Linked DNA regions of Mus musculus: regions 1 and 2 are each linked to region 3. Evidence: chromatin contacts called from public HiChIP or PLAC-seq and promoter capture Hi-C data. All regions are on one chromosome and are shown on one strand. Each heading gives the region's core, a stretch centred on a gene start, on an enhancer-like site or on the middle of the called end of the contact. The rest is flanking DNA. Distances are from core to core; before and after follow the strand shown.

The links. Promoter capture Hi-C pulls out the DNA fragments that hold promoters and counts their contacts. HiChIP or PLAC-seq counts read pairs in DNA pulled down with a chosen protein or histone mark.
Region 1: a contact with region 3 is called in an H3K27ac HiChIP or PLAC-seq map of microglia, with 8 times the contacts expected there. The contact joins the promoter of Gmds here to the promoter of Exoc2 in region 3. A contact is called at or near these places in 3 of 39 promoter capture datasets (hippocampal neurons, liver and pre-B cells), 1 of 484 Hi-C or Micro-C datasets (CD4 T cells), 2 of 115 datasets of contacts at active chromatin or transcription factors (astrocytes and microglia) and 2 of 9 other capture datasets (adipose tissue and liver).
Region 2: a promoter capture Hi-C map of pre-B cells shows a contact between it and region 3, with 4 times the contacts expected there. The contact joins the enhancer-like site here to the promoter of Exoc2 in region 3. A contact is called at or near these places in 3 of 39 promoter capture datasets (3T3-L1-derived adipocytes, the C10 cell line and pre-B cells), 1 of 484 Hi-C or Micro-C datasets (pro-B cells) and 1 of 115 datasets of contacts at active chromatin or transcription factors (large pre-B cells).

Annotation. Positions count from the first base shown.
Region 1 is chr13:32,336,504-32,340,276 of GRCm38.p6, reverse strand. Gmds (GDP-mannose 4, 6-dehydratase) reads left to right here and starts at 1,733. Exons shown (of 11, transcript NM_146041.2): 1 at 1,733-1,895. The coding sequence starts at 1,794.
Region 2 is chr13:32,677,978-32,681,978 of GRCm38.p6, reverse strand. No RefSeq gene overlaps it. Among named protein-coding and RNA genes, the nearest start is that of Mylk4, 100 kb to the left of the region's middle. Within about 2 kb of position 1,573, at least 54 of the 459 cell types and tissues checked have an H3K27ac peak or open chromatin away from gene starts, as enhancers often do. A contact at or near this core is called in pre-B cells and pro-B cells, where this site is marked.
Region 3 is chr13:30,972,490-30,976,698 of GRCm38.p6, reverse strand. Exoc2 (exocyst complex component 2) reads left to right here and starts at 2,652. Exons shown (of 28, transcript NM_025588.2): 1 at 2,652-2,703.

The sequences.
Region 1 (3,773 bases), core at 484-2,983, 1.4 Mb before region 3:
ATGGAAATTAAGGTAATGTGGGGTCATTAGGGTGGTTCCTAATGAAAGGGAGTCACTGTCCTTACAATAGGAAATTGGAACGCAAGCACATGGAGAGGAAGTGTGTCATGACCAGATGCAAGGTGACATCTACAAGCCAGGAGACAGGCCTCAGAGGAAGTCAACCCCGATCTTGAATATCCAGATTCTAGGATGGTAATAAAGGAAATACCGGTTGGATGTTTAAGGGACACAGTTTTTTATTTCTGACAGTTTGCAATATCTTCTTTACTATTTTTGCATTTCCAGGCCCTAAAAAATATTGGTTTTATTTGTTTACTTTTGTACTATTGGGCATCAATCCCATTAGGCAAGTGCTTTACCACCAAGCCATAGCTCAGCACATCCAATACATATTTGATTTTTATGATTTTTTTCTGTTAAATTTTTTACTAGACAGATAAATTCCTAGTATTCATTAGTATGATAGAAGGTGTCAGACCTACAGAACAAATGGGACATATCTCTCCTAAGTATTCATTTTTTTCTATTTATCCTTACATTACAACATATTTACATAAAACTAAATCAATAGTTAAAGATCATCTAGATTTTAGACATTTCTTGCCTTAAGGAATATATTTCCCCAACTTCTAGGTCTCATTTTCCATATAGAATGCGCTAGAGGAAAGGTAAAAATATTAAACCAGACAAGCCTATGTATAAAGTTTGGAATGTTTCCGAGGAGTTTGGGCACTCTGGTTTTGGAACTACAGGTTTGTATCATATCTAGCAGGTTCTATTGGGCCCTGTCCTAGTAGCTCAGTTTGCAAAGGGAAAGACGGTTTGAGGATGTTTATTGGAGAGATAAGCTGGACAGTATGTGTGTACGTGTGTATGTGTGTGTGTTTCTTCCCTACACCCTTGTCCCTATGTCTGAGTCCTTTGTCAGCCTTTCTCAGTCAGTGAATCTGTCAGTGTGCATGCACTAAATAGAAACAAGTTCAAAAGACACTGCAACAACCCCACCTCATGAAATTTGTACAGGTTTTACTGACCTGTGGATTTTTGTCAATTGTTTCCTTATGCAGGATGGGGGCGGGGCCAGAAACTTCCAGCCCTCGAAGTAAATACTGTTCCTTGAACGGAATTACCGGGAACCCCCAAACTAGTCCAAACATTAGCAAACTGCTAATGTTCACAGAAGATTCACAGGTTAGAGTAGCCTTGAAACTCTAGTGCCTTCGAGAAATGTTAAAACTGACCTGCTCACAAAGACAATGAAGCAGATTTCTAGAAATTTAATAAGGTCGATGACTCCAGCCTTGGATACCTAGATTTGGATTTCAGAGCTCTTTCCTACCGAGAAGGTCAGCTCGTCATTCCTCCTGGCATCATGGGGCGATATGAGGATTCCCGGAGACCGAGGCCCATGCAGGCCATATCCTCTACTCTGACCGCAGACTTACATCCTTCCTCTTCCAGGGGCCCGGCGCCCTCAGGCCCCGCCCCCAGAGAGGCGTGGCTCAGCGCGGAGACCCCGGCAGGGGCGGAGCTGTCGGGGGCGCTGCTGACGCGTCGCTGCTTGGGCGAGTGACGCGGCGCCAGCCAGGCCTCAGCCCGGCTCGCGCCGCCCGCCCCGACTAAGCTGGCCCGCCCCTCGCTCCACGCCCGGCCTCCCGCGCGCCCTGTCAGACCGTGGCGGCCGCTGCAGCTCCGTGAAACGACTGGCGCGCGCACCCTGGTCCCTGCCGGCCCGCGGCTCGTTCCACTCCGCCTTCCTCTCGGCCGCACGCTCACCCGCCTGAGGCGACATGGCTCAAGCTCCCGCTAAGTGCCCGAGCTACCCGGGCTCCGGGGATGGCGAGATGGGCAAGCTCAGGAAGGTGGCTCTCATCACTGGCATCACCGGACAGGTGAGTGCGGGGCGGGGACGAGCGGCCTGTAGCCCGGGGGCACGTGGGCCGCCTCCCCGCGCAGGGCCGCTGTGCCACCGGGAACTGCGCTCCACGAGTCCCGGAAGGTGTGAGCGGCTGCGGGATGGGACAGCTTCAGCCCCAGCAGCATGGCTCTCTGATCCTTCTGGGGGTGTGAGCTGGTGGTGCTAAGCAACCGGACCACTCTGCTCCACCTGTCCCCTGGGTGACTGTAGTTTCTTTCCTGGAGCCCAAGTGAGCTCTTGGAAGGAATTTCGTACTTTGTAGATCCTGGTGCAGGGAAGGAAAGGGGCGAGGAATATGTCAGTATGTGGAGTCCCAAAGTGAGACCGACTTTTCTAATTCCAAAGGCATGAACTCCTTGGGTGAGGTAATTAGGCTGTGCTGTCTTGAATGTTGGGACCCCATGGCCTATGCTAGGCATGACTAATTTATGACAGTCATCTCATAGAGGTATGGCAACAGATAAGGCTAACCACTGCCTTGTCAAGTTGTGTAGAGTGAGATTCAGGGGTGTTGAAGTAATGTCCTTGTTACTTGCTGTAGGGCATCTGTTTTCTGTGTATCCCAGGACATCTGATGGTGGTCAATGCTAAAGCGAAGATGGTAAAGATGATAATAAAGCTAATATGGCCCACACCAGCATACTTACCATATCGGAGTTACTTGGTTAATACTGACTAGTTAGCTTCCATACAACAAAGTCCTTATTTCCAGTTTAAGATTGAGGAAAATGAGTTTGAATTACCTGAAGCCCAACAGGTAGGAAGTGTATTGTTGGGGTTGGAAGTGGTCTTAAAGTTCTCTCGTTTTACCAAAGAGCAGATACACAGTTCCCAGACATTAGACTATTTCAGTTACTAGCTACTGATCATTCTTTCAGTTATCATTGCATCTTGTTTAAGGTACTTTCGATAAATAAACGTTTACCAACTAGTAAGATAGAAGAGGTAGGAAAAGGGTCCAGGGTTGAGGATAAAAACGTCAAGTCAGGGACTCCTCAGGGGTGCTCTACCATAGAACTGTGCACCCCCCCCCATGTCACCTCTCTTTTCTAATGCTAGAGATCTTTCAGATGGTTCTCTTTTCCCAAGTTTTCAGACTGGTTCTTAAGCCCAGATGTTAACTGCATTCACATACTCTCTAAAGTAAACTTTCACTTAGTATTATCAAGAAATTGAGTTAGGATGTTGTGTGCCATGTTAGTATGGCGTATAGCAATGTAAGCGGCCAGCATTTTGTATCAGTGCAGCTTAGAAGTGGAATCTCATTAAATAGTTGAAAACTGTTGTTTGGTAGATACTTCATGGGAAGGAAGCCTTGGAAGTGCCCACCACTCCTACCCCCAGCAAGGATTCTCCTGAAGTACTATCAATACTTAAAAATACCACTTCCTGACCAGGAGTTTTGGGTTTCTCATTTCATTTCAGACTCCAAACACCTGCTGTGCTTTCAGGTTTGAAAACTTAGATGCCTTTGAGCTCTGCCCTACTACCCATCACTTCCCTGACACATCACCTCCTTGACACTCCTCTGTATTTTTTTCCTTGCTTGCTTGAGTTGACCAGGTTTGTCAACAGCTTTAAGAAAAGATTTTCTCATTTTCATCCTAGTTCCTCCCACACGGCTTTAGGTAGTGGGCCTTGAAAAATGTTGACTGACTTTCACTACGAACAGAATGCATTTTTAATGTTCATCTGTAGTGTGCAGGCCTTTTGAGGCTGCTCTGGTACAAGCTATGTAATATATATCCTGTCCCTACTAAGATCTTTGAGGAGCTGAAGACAATGCATATGAAAAGGCAGCGCCTGTAGAATAGTATTACTCAAGACTGTAAGGGAAATTACAGTATGAGTG
Region 2 (4,001 bases), core at 324-2,823, 1.7 Mb before region 3:
ACTTAAAAAATAAAATAAAACAAAACACTGCCCTTCTTTTCCATGAAAAGCTGGTAGAATGAGAATCAGTAATCTGTTCGTTTATGGAGACAGAGAGTTAAGTATCTAGGATTATACTGCCTGGAGTGAAAAAATAACAAAAGGAATATGCTGCTCTGGACTCCAGTCCTCCACCCAACTCCCAAGCACACAGCAGGTTTTTTCCCACCCTAAACTGGAGGAGTTTACACCGAGCCATTGGAACTTTAAAGGGCCAGCCTGGGAAAAGAGGCTTCATCACACTTACACATTTGCTCACCACTGACGGTTCTCACAGGGGAGAGTAGTGAAGCCCGGTTTCTGGTTCCTGGAGAGCCTAAATTATGAGTTTATAGATGGAGTACACAATGTGAAAACTAGACATAAAAACGTAATAAAATAAAGGAAAGGAAACACATTCTAAAACAATTGAATATTTACATGAGTTTTTTCTTCTTTGAGTCTTTGTAACCTCAGGGCCTCATGGGGAATTCCTTACATTGTTCAATTATGGTTTCTTTGGGATTAGTGGGAAACGTTAGTGAGAGCCCCCCCCCCCCCCCCACGTCCAGCCTGCAACCTATGGCTGTCTTACTCAAGTAGACCACCAGAGGGCAATGTTGTCATTCACTAGCACGCTGCGCCCCACCCCATGGGACTCACAAGCTCTTTCCAGCCTCTAGTGCTTATAATACTTCGTGTTATTATTTTTTTATTTTAAAAGCGCTATTCCTCAGCAGATTCCTCTTCCCCTCCCTGTTCCCAGTTGCTTCAGAGAACCTCGCAGAAGTAAGCACAAGTAAGAGGTACAAACCACTCAAAGGATAGGGTGGTGGACTGACGGGTGTGCTCAAAGGGGTATAGGGAAAAAACATGGAGGCACAAGACCTGACCAGAGCATGGAGTCTTCCTCACCAAGCAGGAAAAATAATTGTGTTCAGTGGGGTGCCTGCACGAACGTATTTTCATAAGAGGAAAGATCAACTTTGAACGTTAACAACCTATGCACTCCCTGGTAGCCAAGGCATTCTGGGCCAGAATCAGCCCTGGCATTCGGTCCAGCCCTGTTTCTGGCTTCAAACTATTGTGTTCTTAAAATTTAAAAACAAGACCAGCGTATTGAAATTTTTCTCTCTACTACAAAATTGTAAGAGGTGGTGGGGAAGGTGACCAGGAATAGTTGACAGCACAATAAAACACTAATGGGTTCCTGCGGTGTTATGTCAGAAAAGACAACTGAGACCCCAGAGAACTAAGATTAGCCAGAGGGTGTAGAACGGGTGTCTGTGTATCCCTCTCCTTCACTGGGGTCTGGGTATGGATGACACCCCGCTGAGGCTCCCCATTCCTTATCTGAAGACAGGAAAGCTGTCCAAGGAGACCTGTCACCAGCTAGCTTGTCAACTTTCTAACAATTGGATTCCGAAGAATGGAAGGTAGGGGCGTGTCAGAGAGAAAAAAAAAAAAAGAACAAAGGACTTTGCCGTGGGCAGAGAGCTCGGCCTTGTGTATGGCTGAGCTGGCGTTTCCGTGGTGGGCCCAGGTTTCGGTTGTGTAACCACCAGCCAACCGTCATCCCTCAACAATGAAGGCCTGGTGAGGGCTAGCTAGCCTATTTTTGTCTCACGAATTTGTGGACTCCATTCAAAAGGTCTGTGGTGCCAAGTCAAAGTGAAGACAGGTTTGACTCACAGCCACCTGGCTCTGGCCTTGGTGGGTGGCATTGGCAGGGAAAGATGGCCCGGAGTGGCATGCGGGGGTATGCACTTGTGACTCAGGTTGGTGCACATTCTAAAACCTGGATGTGTGGCAAGAACATTCTCTGTCCGTTCCCATAGCCTCCCTGACGCCCTCGCAACCCATGTCAGAGCATTGGAAAGTAGGGACAAACTTTCCTGGGGTTTGTCTACCCTGACAGGAGCAAGTGTGTGGAAAGTGAGTCTCTCTGATGACTTGGGGTGTTTAAAAGCAATTTGTTTAAAGCCTTCACCACTTTCTGAGTCTGCTTCTAGATGTCTGGAATATAAATCATTGAGTTTACATTTCAGATAATCAGAGGAGATAAGTACTATTGCACCCATTCTGTAGATGTGGAAACTGAGGTCCTCAATAGTTCTCTGACTCATGCAGGTCACAGCTGATGGGAATAGTTTTGGAATCTGAAGTCAGACTTCAGATTTAGAACCTTGTGTTCCTCCCCTCTTATTTTCATGTTTTCTTCCTATTTAAAAAAAAATACTTCATAGATTTGATAAAATAAAGCAACAACTCAAATGCCATCCTCTGGGGCTATTCAGGGATGAAGAATGACTGTGCTGGTAATCCCAGTGGTTGGGAGACTGGGGTAGAAGATTGGGAGTTCAAAGACAGCTCTGGCCTCAAGATAGATAGATAGATAGATAGATAGATAGATAGATAGATAGATAGATAGATAGATAGATAGATAGATAGATAGAGTGGGTGGGTAGATGGATGGATGGATGGATGGATGGATGGATGGATGGATGGATGGATAGGTAGGTGGGAAGACAGGCAGACAGATGGGAAGAAAGACAGAAAGACACAAATATAAGAAGAAGGAAAAAAAGACTAGGCAAAGTTTCATCAGTTACAATAACAAACAGCGCCACACTCCCAGCCAATCTGAAGTGTCCCTTCTCCTTTCTGAAACGCCAGTAAACAACCCCACAGGCATCTGAGGGCAGAGCTGAGTGATTTTACAATACTTGGCACCTAGAGCCTCAGTGAGCATGGCTTTGTTTTTACTGTTGAGCAAAATCTGTTGTGTTCCGATTGATTTCCTTTTCTGAGTCAGAGCAGAGACTCGCACTATGACTTGGCTGTGGAATATTCATGAGGTCCTAGTGGAAGAGGCTGTGATTTGATTTTAATGCACGTTGACTAATGGCTTAATAATCCTGAAGAGAACTGACAGAGCCCTGATAATAGAAGAAGAATTTGGGTTGCAAGATCTGAAGACATTGATATCCAGGGAGGTCAGAAGATTAAAGATGAGATAGTGACTTCTAGGCATTGCATGTCAGGATGAGAGCTTGCTGCAGAGCAAACGCATCCTGAGGTCTCACTTATATAATAAAGGGGTCCTTGCTGTGATGCACACCTACCCTTCCTGCATTCAGACATAATGGAGGCAGAAGGATCAGAAGTTGAGCATCAACTAGGAATGTAACAAGTTCAAGGCCAATCTAGGCTTTGGGAGACTCTGTCTCCATAAGCCAAAATAAATAAATAAATTTAAAAAATTAAAAGTGCACTTCTTGCTCATTAAAGGCAAGATCAGACTGCCCTCTCTAGATCTACCTACAGCCTTGACATTTGGAACACATGGCTCTCAAGATCACCAAGAGAAGCTTAGAGGGCAGGATTCAGTGGGGCTGTTGTGCCACCCAGACTTCAATGCATACCTTAAGTGAGGTCTGCAGTCTTTTTAGGGTCTATCAGCACTGTGAGGGATATTAGTCCCCCCTGGAATTTTAGAATCAGAACTGAATTCTACATTGGGAAAGCTCACCAGTGGACTTAGGATGCACCCTAGTTACATCTGCAAAGATTCTGCTTCCCAACAATGCCACGTTCACAGGCATCCCAGGTGTATGTTTTGGGTGGAGAGAGGCATTATTCCACACAAACATTACTTGGGAAGGACAAATGTTACCATCATGTCATATGTGGTCCAGATATTTGTCACAACAGAACTAAGCTTTTCTGATAAACTGGAGCCTTCTTTGGGTCCCTTCTTAGTCCCATCTATTTGCATACTTCCTAGTAGACCACAGCCCCTCCTTAGTTAGATATGCATCCTCCCAGCACACACTCTTGCATTTTCTCCTCAACTTATATTTTCTATAGTTAAAGCTTAGGAATGTTTTGTCTTTTTAAAAATTTGCATAATTGGCATCTTGTTGAATAAATAATTTAGGACCATTGTATAGCCAGCCTTTCTCTGGTGAAAACTGTTCAAA
Region 3 (4,209 bases), core at 1,403-3,902:
AGTAACACCAGGCCTCCTCTTTAGAGCCAAGTTTATTTACAATTTTCAAATTGAAATATGCAAATTTCAAGTAAATAAAAAGCCCACGGGGCTCCATTTCACTGTAAAGTTGATCAGAGACATATGACTCTGCTGAAGACTTTTCACACTGAGACCTGGAGCCAATGAGAAATGGAGATTGCTAGGTTCATATCAGGGCAGTTGCTAGGAGCACAGGATAGCTAAAACGAAGGTAAAAAGGACATGAGTCAAAGGGTTTCCTAAACCAAGAACCATGGCTAAGGAATTTCTGAAAGAGCTCGGGTTGTGTGACAGACAACCTTGCAGGCTTTCAAATTGTCTCTGCAGCTTTAACCACGAAGGATGCCAACACTGGTAGTATTCGCTTAAAGCATGTCAACTGTCACTATATCGTCAAAATTTATCAAACATTGCTTTTTTTTTCTTTTTGCTTGGCTGTTTAGCAGATTTTGAAGTAGATGGCTAGAAATAGATCTCTCCCCACAGCTTTGGTGAACACTTGAATCTCAGCTTTTCATCCTACAACCATTTTGTGAAGCACACACAATCCCTTCTCTCAGGAAGTTCAAGAGTAGGACAAGAGAGTAAATGAAGAGACTGGTACTCTGCTGACAGGTCTAATGGATGGCCAGCCTGGTGGACTGAATCATTGTCACAGTGGGTCTCTGTGGTACATACTATGAGAATGAATATGGCAGGAATGCCCCAGCAAGGACAACTAACTAATCGTTAGCTTCTCCTAAGAAGGCGCCTTAAGAGATGGCATCTTTACAGTTGTGTTGAGGGTTAGGTTGCACACTAACTATGTATGGCCCCTTTCAAGCTGACATGCCATGCAGTACTGAGTACTTAAGGTATTGATGTAAGGCAAAACAGATACATAAATTATCCAGGGAGCCTAGTGGTGTCTCCTGGTGTTTCCGAAGACTGTTTTAGATAGATTGGAAGTACTGTGTCAAAATCCTTCTTTTTAGTTCTAATGAAATCTGAAAGTGTTGAGAACATAAACCTATACAATGATTTGTAGCCTCAGTGGCTACCGTAGCAATTTTAGTTTTAACAGTTTTATTTTCTGGCAACTTCTGCACCAGTGTTTGCTAGTTAGTTTCAGGGTTAGGAGCAGAAACTTGAGGGAGGGGAAAAATAAAGAAAATTGTACCAGTGTTCTTTATGTTAACAAAAGAGTCTCTTTCCTCTTCTGAGTGTTTCTGTTTCACTAGCATAGTATATTTATTATTATTATTTTTTTTTGATCCAGGGAAAACTCTGTGAGTTTTCCAGAGCCACCATTCTGGCTTTGATGATAGGCAGCCTTACCTGACAAATGGCATGTCACTGAGACCTGAAGGGTTTTGTTTCACAGTGAAAGGCTCCGTGACTGCCAGAGATTTCTTACAGTATTTCCTTAGGACCTCTGCTGCCAAGTCTCTTGCTCACGAATAAAGAGTGTTCCCTTGATCTTCAAAATGGATGGTCTGGAAACACTTTGACGTATCTTCTCACAAATAGGAGAGAAAAATGAAGCCATACAATATCTCTTAATTCATAGTGCCTGTACGACACCCTCTTCAGTGTATGTACTGAATGAAGCATAAGGTATGCTTCACAGAAAGATATCTGAAAAAAAAATAGCTTAGGCCAGTGGCTCTTAACCCCCCTGGGGGAATGATCTTCACGCAGGGGTTGTTTAAGACCATCGGAAAACAGATATTTACATTGCCTTCATAACAGTAGTAAAATTACAGCTATGAAGTAGCAACATAATAATTTTATGGTTGGGGGTCACCACGATATGGGGAACTGTATTAAAGGGTCTCAGCATTAGAAAGGTTAGGCTGTTATTGGTCTTAGATAATGGGCACCCCGTAGCTACTTCTCTCCACAGTCATGGCAACACAACCACAGGTAGACCCTATGCTTCTGCCATTATCCTCTGCTGAAGATCACTGTCCTTCGTTCCTGCTACAGAGGAAGCCACAGGGATATGTCTGCTTCAGTTCAGCTGGCCATCTCCAGAGTCCACAGGAGGGTACCTTCAAACCTTAGGGCTTATGGGCTGTAGATAGCAGTCGTTTCTATAATATGGGGGTCTTGTGAGTTTGCAAATCAATTTGCCACTCAGACCCTTGGGACCCCAAAGCTCTGACCTGTGAGAAATCTTAATAAGGCGGGCACTCCTGGCTAGATGCAGTCCTTTGACTGAGGTTTGCCTCTTGACCTGGTGCTGATCCCTGACCGCTGTGGACTCTTGGGCAACATCTACTGTGACTCTAACCGACTGTATCCTCTTTACCCCTCCCCTCTTTTTCCTCCCCGAATTCCACCCTTCCACTTTCTCCCTCTCCTCCTTTCTGCTTCCCTCCTTCTTTTCTCCCTTTCCCATCAATTCCTCTTCTCCTTTCCACCTCTCCACCCTTCTCTCCTCCTCCCTCCCCACTTTCCCTTTCTTCCCTCTCTGTCCACTTCCATGCCGTCGATATCCTCTAACTTCCCTTCTCCATAGTCTGGTCCTCCTTCTATTCCTTCCCCTCTGGGAAGAGGCGGTCCATCCAGCACTCGGTGCTCGGCTAGGCGGCGGATCGACGCGCTCGGCGCTCGCGGCGTGCGGAAGTGCGGCCCTAGTGCTGGCTGCGGCGGCCTGGAACCGGTTGGCTGGGACCTGACACCGCCTGCAAGCTGCAGGTGAGTGTCGCGTCCTGGGTGAGGACGCCCCGGGTCCGGAGTGGAATTCCGCGGTGGCACGGGACCGTCGGGGCTGGGCGACCTGGGGAGGCGCGGTGAGGGACCCGGGGCGCGGGGCTGAGTGTGGGAGCCGCGGGCCGAGCCTTCCCCACCCGCCTCCGCGCAGGCCGCCGGGCTGGACCCGGAGGAGCGGCTGGTGTGCAGGGTCTGCTTGGAATCTGTTTAAGTCCCCCGCGCTAACGTGGACGGGAAGCTTGAATGGTTTCCTTTACTACTCTGGGAGCAGCAAGTGCGGGTTCAGCCACACCTCCATTCGGCCATTTGAATGCCTTACACTAAAAACACTAATGGCAACTGGTTATCTCTCTACTAACTTTGTTTATAAAGCTTAGCTTGTGATGGCCCAGGCTTGGTAACAGATTCCCCCAATGGCAAGGAACTGAAAGTCAAAACAAGAATGATCTAAGTGTGAACAATTTGTGATTCGAAAGGTGACAGAAAGACGCTGATGTGTGCTTGCCTCTTACATGTTCTCTTTTGTTTGACACAGTAGACAGTATTTTTAAGCAGGGGAACCTCTGTTTGTTGGAAACAATTTTTGGAGTTATTAGAAAGTAGTCCTTTTTTTTTCTTTTTCAATTATTTAATTTACTGTACCAGACATTTTGAACTATTACCTTCCAAAAGGTGATACCTTGAAGATTACATTCAAAACATTTGTAAAGGCTGTATTCTAGTATGGGGCTTCTTCAACTTTTGCCACCAAAAATTTATAAAGAATTTCCATGGTTTTATATGTAAGTTTATAAAATAGGTAGACAATCTATGTATTCACTATCTGTAAATCACAAAGCTTTTTATTTTAGGACAATTTTTGTATACATCAAACTTACCATTTATTAAAGATGAAAGCATAGAGTTGGATAACTCGGTTCTTTTCACATACATAGTTAAGTCTTGGTTTAATATTTGTAACTACGGGACACTGAGCATCTTCAGGGCTTTCCAGAGCTGATTGATTATTTTAATTTTCTAATCATCGGTAGGAAGAGCAGTTCTACATACAAATACATAGTACACAGTGGTAGAAGGACAGTTAGAAACATTTTGGAGATTGTTGCAAATTTGTCCTTACTCCCAAGCCGAATCCATTGGTGATCTTTTAGAACTTCAAATCAGCAACGTAAAAACCAGTTTTTCAGATTAAAATTCGGACACAACACGATTTAAAGACCCAATCACTTGGTGATTACATGCTGAAGAATGCCAGTAGGGAAATGTGAATAGTCTTTGTTTTCTGTAATAAAACCATTTTTCTCCTTTAAGAACAGAACATTTTGTTTGTGTGTGTGTATATACGTATATACATATGCATAATATATACATATATACACATACATATATACATATATGAATACACACATATATGTATACACACATATATGTATGTGTGTATATATGTATATATTTGTTTGTATGTATGTATGTATATATGTAGTGTGTTAG